Regions from separate parts of the Drosophila melanogaster genome. Here region 1 is linked to region 2. Evidence: chromatin contacts called from public Hi-C data. All regions are on one chromosome and are shown on one strand. Each heading gives the region's core, a stretch centred on a gene start, on an enhancer-like site or on the middle of the called end of the contact. The rest is flanking DNA. Distances are from core to core; before and after follow the strand shown.

Region 1 (5,425 bases), core at 254-2,753, 66 kb after region 2:
AATCATAACAGAAGGGAAAACCCCTAATTTACCTGGGCATGGATCTCTGTCATCATGCGCGCCCTCTGTGAGTAGTCATCGTATCGTTCCAACAGCATCTTGCCGGCCTCCTCGTTCAGCGCCGATTCCGGATTCGGGACAATAAGCAGGCATTTGATGGTGAGCAGAATGTGCTTGATGCCCAGATCCGGCTTCCAGTCCTTCTTTAGTGTGTTCACACAGATCTCCCCGTTGGCGGCCACATTCGGATGAAAGATCTTGGTGAGGAAGTACGCCTTGGGTGGCGTCAGCGGGAAGTCCTTGTTCAGCGTCAGTTTGACGCGGAAAATTCCAGCGGCGTACGGAGTGCCAGCAGGTCCATCGATCAATGCCTGAATATCCGTCACATCGCTCTCATTGATTAGCACCTTGATGCCTTCCGGTGGCGTGGTTTCCATCTCCTGCAGCTCCCTCATCACCTGCCTTATCGTCTGCGGCGACAGGTTCTCCACATTCGAGTATTGCTGCAAATGGGGGAATGGCATTAGTATGGAATGGCAAAAGTTTATATATACAAAAATTGATTTTAATGACAGGGTTGAGTCATTATTTCTAGTTGGAATTGTACTTATTGGAACATACGAACTTTAAAAATGGATGGCAAGTACAGTACAGTACTTGTAGGCAAGGATTATTACATACAAACTTAACTAACAAAATCACATGTCTCCACAAACAGGGTATTTATTAATGAAATTCATACTCTTAGTATGCTGGAAAGTATTTGTAAGGACGCGATTTTAAGCTCTCACTACTAAACCATTCATAAGATTAAGAAGCATCTGTTGGATAGGATTCTTTACAATCACGGATACAACTTCTTAAGAATCGTTTCGTATTATTATTATTAGAATGCTAACAATTATGTGAGGAACATGCTCATCCTACCGAACTCATGATGTCTGAATTTCCTGCTGCTGTGCGTGTGTGTGTCTGTGTTGATGCGGGCCTGCGCTGGTGTGCGTGCGAATCGCTGTCTCAAGGTTTCAGTTTCGTCAGCTTATTCCTGCAGCTGAGCTCTTCGGCTCTCGGATAGTCGCAATTTCACCGCCTTTTCCCAGCTGCCTTGGAAAAGTGGTCCCAAAATATATGAATATGTGCGTTGTGGGCTGGCTTTAACTATTCCTTTGCGTGTAGACTCCTTATGCTTCCTTTGGCCCCGCTAGTCTCCTTGTCTGTTGTTTGGGTTTATGTTTTCACACGCACTCGTTTAAAGACTATATATATATATGTATTTGGTATAGCACCTCCTCTCGAAAATCTTGATTTTTAGTTTTTCTAGCGACTTAAAATTTTGTTTCGTTGGTTGCTTTTGTTTTGAAATCGATTCGCTCAACTTTGTCGTAGCTGCTGTGTGACCTATCTCGACTCTGGCGTTCACATCTAAACAAATTCAGTTGTCTAATTGGACACTTCACGCTCGACAACAACACACAAAAACAGTTTCATTTTACAGTAACCCTCGTCGCTGGCGCTGCGCTACAATTGGGGCATATTCGTGCTGGCGTCTTGCCTGCCTTCGATTTAAAAGCGGGTTTTTATTTATTTATTTAAAAAACGTCTTTGATTAAAACTGAGCATTTAAATATAGCTAATTCTTGTCTTGTAACAGTTAAGCCTCTTTTTTCGTGCAAACAGCAGCCACTTTGCAAATGTAGCGCATCTGAAGATCCACCCAGCCCACACAAACAAACTGTCTCTACACTAACGCAGCAACATGGCTGCTCAGACTCTATCGATATATCGATATATGCACAACATCGGTTCATGCCTAAGTTACTCTGGGAAATATTTAAAAACAAACAAAGAACATACCGTTATTAAAAAAAAAAACTTATTGTTGTGATAAATTCAAAACCTTTGCTAGCTATATTGAAAACAAATTATTATTATTTCTAAGTCTTTTTAGATACTTTCATTGTTGTTTAAATCTATTGCTTATAGCATATTTGTGGTATTTTAGAAAACTGAAATGGTATATTTTGGTTTTGCATTCCCCACGGTCACTCTGGATCTATTACCATCCGATAACCGATAGTGCCTACCAATATCGAAGTACGATAGTGCCCGATAGGTTCATCCATCCATTTTTTTTATTTAATTAGTTTTAATTTAGATTTCTAACTCTAATTTATTGGCGGCCCCCCACTATCGTCGCTCCCCGCCATCGGTACGCTGCACTTTGGTTCGGTTTCGGTTCGCATCGGGCGTATCGGTTCGATTTCGATCCTGAAGATCAGATCAGAATCTGCGGAACTCAACTGCCGTGTTTTGTGTTGTGTGTGAGGAACGGAGAGGAAAACTGTCAGTGCACTCTTGATCGGGCGGATCGGAGAAAATGTCGAAGAACAAGATAAACACAACGTCCGCAACGGCGGCCAGTGACACGAATCTAATCGAGGTGAAATCGAAGGTGAGTCCTAACTTTCGTGGCCCCCGGATTCCACGCCCCTTTCTGCGGCGCTGAGCTGCTGATTCATGCGCTCAGGAATGGGATTAATAGCTTAAATTGGAGTTCTGTGCGTGGAAAGGGGGTCTTTAGTCTGAGGAGCAATGTGTCTACCAATTTGGGAACTCCTATCTGTTGAGCTCGATTGTGTCAAAGCGGCCAGAGCAGGGATTAATGCTTGGAGTGCGAGGTGTGAGGAGCAACTGGTTTCCATCTTAGAAGCACCCCAAAAGTGACAATTTGCCCTTGCGAATGCATCTTACTTGTCGGAATTCCTGAGCTCTGATATGGATTGTTGCAACACCCTTTATTGCTTGGGCTCTTTGCCTGAAAACCAATCTGTTGCGCCTTACTCAAAAACTACCCTGTTTCGTTCATTTTCTGTAATTTTACAGAGAAGGAAACTTCAGTTATTAATTAGTCAAGGTACAATTCTTCAAGATAAACTCCAGTAATAGCTATAAGGCAGTAGATGTACTGCAATTCAGTGAAGGTCCCATTAAATTAGTAAAATGTCTGCATACAATTGAATCAACAGGTGATGCTGATGAACAAACTATACGGGTTTCAAAAGATTCAGCCCCTTTACTAATCAATACGTATCCTTTAGTTCGATGCAGAGTTTCGGAGGTGGAGCTTCAAGCGAAATGAGGCGGAGCAGAGCTTCGACAAATTCGCATCCCTCATTGAGCAGCTGCACAAGCTGACCAACATCCAGTTTCTCATACTCTACATCGATCCGCGGGACAATGATCTGTTGCCGATTAACAACGACGATAACTTCGGCCGGGCCCTGAAAACAGCACGTCCACTTTTACGGGTCATTGTGCAGCGAAAGGGTGAGTATGGGTATGCATAAGATACAATACGAGCCACTCAACCACAATCTTTTCGTTCACTCTATAGATGATCTTAATGAGTACTCTGGCTTTGGAACGATGAAACCGAGAAACCTCATCGGCAGCATACTGATGGGCCATACGCCAGTGAAGACAAAGGCGCCATCGATATCCATACCGCACGATTTCCGTCAAGTCTCGGCCATTATAGATGTGGATATAGTGCCGGAAACGCATAGAAGAGTGCGGCTACTGAAGCACGGCAGCGATAAGCCCCTGGGATTCTACATACGGGATGGCACCTCTGTCAGGGTGACGGCCAGTGGGCTAGAGAAGCAGCCGGGCATTTTTATATCCCGTTTGGTTCCGGGCGGTCTGGCCGAAAGTACTGGCCTGCTGGCCGTCAACGATGAGGTGATCGAGGTAAATGGCATCGAAGTGGCTGGCAAGACTCTGGATCAAGTCACCGACATGATGGTGGCCAACAGCTCCAATCTGATAATCACCGTGAAGCCGGCCAATCAGCGCACACTGACGTCCACACATCGCGGATCCTTTTCAAGGAACAGCCAGCTGTCCAGTGGGTCACATCACACTAATAATACAAACACCTCCGACGAGATCGAGCACGACGATCAGGACGATATTGTGGACTTAACGGGCGTCACCCTCGACGAGAGTCCAACGTCCACGTCAGCCGGCAATCACAACCATCAGCCGCCATTATCCTCATCACCCTCGTCGCACCACCAGCAGGCAGCCTCCAATGCGTCCACGATAATGGCCAGCGATGTCAAGGATGGAGTGCTGCATTTGTAGGATTAACCCGGCGATACAGCACCTCCAGCAGACGCAGCCAGAACTTAAGCAACGGAAAACGCGAATTCATCGCTGAGAAGTGCAGAGGATTTTCAGTTTATCAGACTTAACTTTCCTTAAGATCGAATAAGTTCGTTAAACTCGAGTCAATTATTTAAAGTTATACAAGTTAGGCCAACTTATTCACATGTACACTGATCGCTTGTATATCGCTCACTTACTAAAGCGACTGTCATAGCTCAACCAGCCATGATTTGAAAAGTCACCTTATAAAATCTATTGGTATTAGCCTGAAAGCCTGATTGATTGAGTAAACAACATATCGGCCATATCCCATTCATTTCTTGTTAATCCTGGCCATTCAAATTTAACGTTCTGCAAAATTTCCAGTCCGATTGTAGGTGAGCAATATATAAAACACGATTGTATATACATGTGTAATCATCATACGACTTTCCTCCATACATTCCACGAAACACTCAAAGTCAAAGAAAACACACCTATTCATTTGCACGTTTTTGAATGCAGTCTCTTGTTTTTATCTTTTTTCCTGGCATATATATATATGTGTATTTAAATTTGTAAGATTTACGTCTTGTTATTATTCTTGCTTGTTGTATTAGACTAGAGTGAGACAGCTAGAGGAGAGAGTGAAATAGAGAGAGGGCATCAAATGCTGAAGGCAGATCAATTTATTTAACTTAACCATTTGAAACGGCAATAATTGTAACAAAATCACATATACGAGCACGAATAATTTATAAAAAAAAAAAACATTCCATTTTATGTACTGTGACAAGTCGGAAAAGCCTAACAAAATTATATTTCCTGATTTGTAAGCCTTGTTTTTAATTTGAGCCGATCATTTTGCGTATATCTGCTATGTTTTGTTTAGCTCAATTTCTTATTTTTTCGGCATTACTCATTATATCTGTTTATTTTAAAAACCATTTGTAATTTTTAACTTTTGTTTTTTCGTCATTGTGTCCAATACTCGTCCAAGTTCTTTGTTGTCATTGTCATCACTTAGAGTTATGGAGAAAGGATAGAAAAACGAGGAGATAAAGTTAACAAAACGTTAAGATACAAACGAAACACCAACAGCGCCTTCGCCTTCAAGAGAGCAATTCGATACTTTTTATATATATACAAGAGAATATATAAACGAATACAATCTATGTTATGTACGTACCCCTGTACACACAATTGAATTGAAGTCTGTGTATTCGCTTTAGTAAAATTGAGAAAACGCCACTCACGGCAGATGGGATGCAATGCG
Region 2 (5,301 bases), core at 2,391-4,890:
CTGTTCGTCCATCGCGACACACCGGAGGATAATCCCAACATCCCGTTCGAGTTCACGGCGGAGAACAAGAAGCGCGTGGAGGCCATACTCAGCATCTATCCGGAGGGGCACAAGCGCGGCGCCATGATCCCGCTGCTTGATCTGGCACAGCGCCAGTACGGCTGGCTGCCAATCTCTGCCATGCACAAGGTGGCCGAGATTCTCCAGTTGCCCAATATGCGCGTCTACGAGGTGGCCACTTTCTATACGATGTTCATGCGCAAGCCCACTGGCAAGTATCACATCCAGGTGTGCACCACCACACCATGCTGGCTCCGCGGATCGGACGACATCCTGGAGACCTGCAAGAAGCAGCTGGGCATCGGCGTCGGCGACACCACCAAGGACAGGAAGTTCACCATCTCGGAGGTCGAGTGCTTGGGCGCCTGTGTCAATGCGCCAATGGTGGCGATCAACGATGACTACTATGTAAGCAATTCTAATTGCTAAATGTGTTTCCTGGTCATTTGTTTGTAGGAAACGCCAGTTTCACTCTCAGCCTCGTCCAGCGTTTCAATCTTAATGCGCTGAAATCGACTCTATATTGTGCAAACATTGCTAACGTTTTTTTTTTACTTTGCAGGAGGATCTGACATCCAAGGACATGCAGGACATCCTGAACGACCTGAAGGCGGATAAGATATCGCCCCCTGGGCCACGCAACGGACGCTTTGCCAGCGAGCCAAAGGGCGAGCCCACTTCCCTGAGCGAGGAGCCCAAGGGTCCTGGCTTTGGTCTGCAGGCCGGTCTGTAGAGGATGAGCAAGGAGCAGAACCTATCACTGATTGTCGAACGAAAGTTAAATAAATGTTAAGCAACTTATAGAGGTCATTGATAAAGGATTTTTGGATTTTTTTTTAAAAATATGCTCACTTTCCATTGGAAAGTTTCCATTTTGAAAGGTTACACATAAAATAATAACTCCCAACGAACTCGAGAATACTAGTACATTCAATTAGATGTGGAAGATCGCCAGAACCCCAATGCAAGCCAAATGTGCGTTTTTCATATCTTGACCAATAAATGATTTTATTTTGTAGTGGAAACGGCAGGTTCCCATTGCTAATTATAATGGATGTTTACTATTGCATACGTACGCATGTTCCATTACTAATTATAATGTTCGCTCATTATAATTGTATGTACAATGGCGTACGTACGTAAGAACGAATATTATGAATTAAGATGATTGGAAGAGTAGTTGAGAGGCTATTTTCAGCTGTGGCAATTGACCAATACAAACATCAATTACTCAAAGGATAAAACTAAAGCTACAGAAATGATGCCTTACATTCTACGCTGGTTGAGTGCAATTAACCAGATATAATACTACATGTATGTACGCACTGTGATGCAGTCGATTGCCTGTCCTTTTTACTTATGTACTAAAATCCGAATTTAATATTTAGTTATTTGTGTTGCCCGTAAAGTTGTCCGCCAATAGTCAGGATTGTGGACATGATGTGGATTGGCTCCGCCCGCGAGCTTTTTTAAAACCAATAACGATAAGGGAAATTTTCCGTTAAAATCTAACTGGAGCCGCCATGGGTCACCTTTCCGCGTACTTCGGTCCGCATGTGTTGTAATATTATATGTAAAAAAAAAAAAGTGTACTAAATTCCTACATGGATTTCCTTCCTTGTTGCCCTTCCTCACTCCTCGCCGTAGAAAATGCTGAAAGTATAAAGGTTTATTGACATATGAGTAACATGGTTGAGTGTGGATATCAAAACTATAAACAAAATAATGAAGAAATCAGACACAATGCGTGAAATTAAGCAACGAAACGGGCAAATATAAACTGAAAGTATCAACTGAGGAATAACTGAATTTAATACTTCACAGCTGTGTCGTTATTCTAACCTTATTGTGTATATAGAGATATTAAACGCACCGGTTTTTGGCGGAAGAGCGCTTCGAGGAGCGTTCAATACGATTGTGCAGATTTGTCCTGGGATAGCATTCATCGACGAGGCGCTCGGTCTTCTTGGGCGATTCGCGCAGCTCCTTAACGTCCACGTTCTCCTGGGTTGCTTGTTTCCGCATAAACTTTTCGATAAGCGCATCGCACGCCAGATTCTTACTCGGCTCCCAGGAATCATCCTTCGGTCCATACTTCTTCCATCGGATCTTAAACATGTCGCCCTCCTTGGTGGCAACGTGATCAAGAATTTTTTCGACTTCCCATTGCTTTTCTGGGTCGATTGAATCGTCGGCTTTCTTGGTGCCGGCGTTCCGTCGACCACGTCCCTTAGCCTTCTTAGCGTTTGGCGAGGACTTCGATTTAGCTGCAACCTTCTGCAAAGCAGCAAAGATAAAAAAGTTGGACTTCATTGATCAAAATACTGTCCTATAAATAAAATGAATCTTAAAGTATGAGGCATTTTTGGCCAAGATAACCGCCATATAACGAAATTACTCTCAACTGACTACACTTTCTCATCAGCGTTTCAGTGTAATGTTTTAAAAGCATACATTTTTATATGTACGCCAGTTAGCGCTAATGATTTCGAATAATAGTACAGTCATCATAATCTAACCTTTTCGAAAGGTTTTGAGTCTCAATGTTTTGTAATTGCTGACTAGAATTTCGTAGAATTTACTGAGGGTTCAATATCTAATTGGGTCTAGTATTTTTTGATTTCTCGAATTGATGTCTCACCTGGGGTTGAGCTGATTTCTCATCCTCTGTTCCAGCATCGACATCGGATTCCGAATCCTTTTCAGCAACCTTCTTGCCATTTTTGACGGAAGAAGTCGAAGCCCTGCTCAGCTTGCGCTTCTTGATCGGACTTGATGCATGTGCAGAGGCTTTGGAGGTGGAGGGCAGTTCATTGCTATCTTCCGTTTCACCGCGCACGGATCGCCGTGTCTGGCGTTTGATATTTGGCTTCCTTGGCGAACTGTCGGCACTAGGGTCTACATCGGAATGATTAGCATCATCATCCGAATCCTCTATAACGATTTTTTTGCCATTTTTGCGGGGCGAAGTGGTGGCGTTCCTGGCCTTGCCCACCTTGCGCTTGTTCCTTGCAGCTGGTACATCCACGTTGGAGGTAGAGGTCTGGCAATCGCTGTCTTCGCTGTCAGAGGCCACAGTCAGTTTGGCCTTTCGTTTGTTCGGCGTCTTCCTGGACGATCGACCTGTCCCATTGGACTTTTGCTGGTCAATCTCCTCGTTTTCGCTCTCGTTGGCGACTCCGTTCCTGCGCTTACTTTCTGCCACCTTCTTACTCGCCTTGGCCATAATGCACTTGTTTATCCGGTTGTGTGACAACGTCCAATTTGCTCTACGGTGGCGATTTCAATTGCCGCGTACCAGCAAAACAAATTCTTTATAGAGTTTTTTGACGACTGTACACTTGGCAGTGTTACCAGACTGCAAGAAACAAAAAATCACGAAGTCGGGATATGCAGTTTTATAAATATATATATATTTATATTTCCTGGGAATATTTATTTAATGTTTATCAATCGAGATCCCGAGATCGAATCGAAGTAAGAAAGTAAGAAAATTAATTCTTTCCAAATTTCTAGAAACGGTAATACAAATTAGTGGTCGATACATTCGACTTGAAATGCGAATTAATCGATTGAATAATCGTTTCTTCTCTCATCCCTAATTCCAACCGCGTGCGAATTTCAATACGTTTCGAAACGACCGCATTTTGGTCAATAAACAGAGGGTATGCAGCGCCAGAAACCCAAGGGACCCGGCAAACCGGGTTCGCGTTTCAAGCCGGGATCCGGCACGTTCAAAGGAGCTGGTGGTGGCCGGAAAAGCGGCGACAACAGCCAGAAGCGTCCGCGCCAGGAGATCAACAAGTCGCGACTGGCCGCCACCGAAGCGGAGATCCAGGACCTCAAGACCAAATACGCAGAGATCGATGCTACTGCCATTAAGAAGTTCGCCCAGTTTCCGCTGTCCAAGAAGACCCAAAAGGCACTGGCGGAGTCCAAATTCGTGCATCCCACGCAGGTGCAGCGGGACAGCATTGGACCCGCACTGCAGGGCAAGGATGTGCTGGGCGCGGCCATCACAGGCAGTGGCAAGACACTGGCCTTTCTCATACCCGTAAGTTGGTCCTCGTCCCTTCTTCGAAAGAAATTGCCGGCTGTAAGTTATATATGCAATGGTCCATTTATTGCAGGTTCTGGAGCATCTGTTCATGAACAAATGGTCGCGCACCGATGGCGTTGGCGCTATCATCATCTCGCCCACCCGCGAGCTAGCCTACCAGATCTTCGAGACCCTAAAGAAGGTGGGAAAGCACCACGACTTCTCCGCCGGCCTCATCATCGGAGGCAAGAACCTGAAGTTCGAGCGCACTCGCATGGACCAGTGCAACATACTGATCTGCACACCCGGAAGGCTGCTGCAGCACATGGACGAGAATCCTCTCTTTAATACGAGCACCATGGAGATGTTGGTCCTGGATGAAGCCGATCGCTGTTTGGATATGGGTTTCCAGAAGACCCTGAATTCAATCATAGAAAATTTCCCACCAGTGCGTCAAACGCTGCTATTCTCGGCCACGCAAACGAATACGGTGCAGGATTTGGCGAGGCTTAATCTAAAGGATCCGGTCTACGTAGGCTACGGAGGAGCGACGCCAAGAGAAGAGCCCAGCGCCAGCACGAAGAAGACTCCGAACACAGCTGTCTTGGCAGTTCCTGAGCTTTTGCAGCAGAGTTATGTGGTGTTGAACCTGGAGGACAAGATCACCATGCTGTGGTCGTTCATCAAGAACCATTTGAAGCAGAAGATCATTGTGTTCGTGGCCAGTTGCAAGCAGGCCAAGTACCTGTACGAGATATTTTGTAAACTGCGGCCGGGTAGCCCGCTGCTGGCTCTCTATGGAACGCTCCATCAGGATCGTCGCATTGCCATCTACGAGGATTTCCTTCGCAAGAGCCACGTCGTTATGTTCTCCACTGATGTGGCATCGCGCGGTCTGGACTTTCCTGCCGTCAATTGGGTGGTGCAGTTGGACTGCCCGGAGGATGTTTCACAGTACATTCATCGAGCTGGACGATCTGCGCGGAACAAGACACGCGGCGAGTGTCTGTTGGTTTTGACACCCAGCGAGGAGGAGTACATGATTAGTGCGCTTAAGGAACAGTTGAATATCGACATTCGTTGTGTGCAAATCGATCCCAAGAAGCTCTTCTCTCCGCGCGTCAAGATCGAGGCCTTTCTGGCCCAATTTCCCGAACTGAGGGCAACCGCCCAGCGCGCCTTCCTCTCCTACATAAAATCCG

Evidence for each region. A called contact is a pair of places that touch in the nucleus more often than the background predicts.
Region 1: a contact with region 2 is called in a Hi-C map of the Kc167 cell line, with 5 times the contacts expected there. The contact joins the promoter of CG8188 here to the promoter of CG5800 in region 2. A contact is called at or near these places in 18 of 107 Hi-C or Micro-C datasets (the D17-c3 cell line, the Kc167 cell line, the S2 cell line and 5 more) and 1 of 6 datasets of contacts at active chromatin or transcription factors (the Kc167 cell line).

The regions. Positions count from the first base shown.
Region 1 is chrX:17,701,274-17,706,698 of dm6, forward strand. It overlaps CG8188, which reads right to left and starts at 1,504. Exons shown (of 3, transcript NM_001298455.1): 1 at 928-1,504; 2 at 33-503. The coding sequence starts at 936. It overlaps par-6 (par-6,), which reads left to right and starts at 2,079. Exons shown (of 3, transcript NM_133010.5): 1 at 2,079-2,452; 2 at 3,099-3,327; 3 at 3,395-5,425. The coding sequence starts at 2,378. The coding sequence ends at 4,146.
Region 2 is chrX:17,632,641-17,637,941 of dm6, forward strand. CG5800 reads left to right here and starts at 3,641. Exons shown (of 2, transcript NM_133002.2): 1 at 3,641-4,114; 2 at 4,191-5,301. The coding sequence starts at 3,728. It overlaps CG8289, which reads right to left and starts at 3,404. Exons shown (of 3, transcript NM_133001.3): 1 at 2,702-3,404; 2 at 1,934-2,337; 3 at 1,051-1,713. The coding sequence starts at 3,286. The coding sequence ends at 1,692. It overlaps ND-24 (NADH dehydrogenase (ubiquinone) 24 kDa subunit), which reads left to right. Exons shown (of 4, transcript NM_133000.3): 3 at 1-468; 4 at 623-869. The coding sequence ends at 793.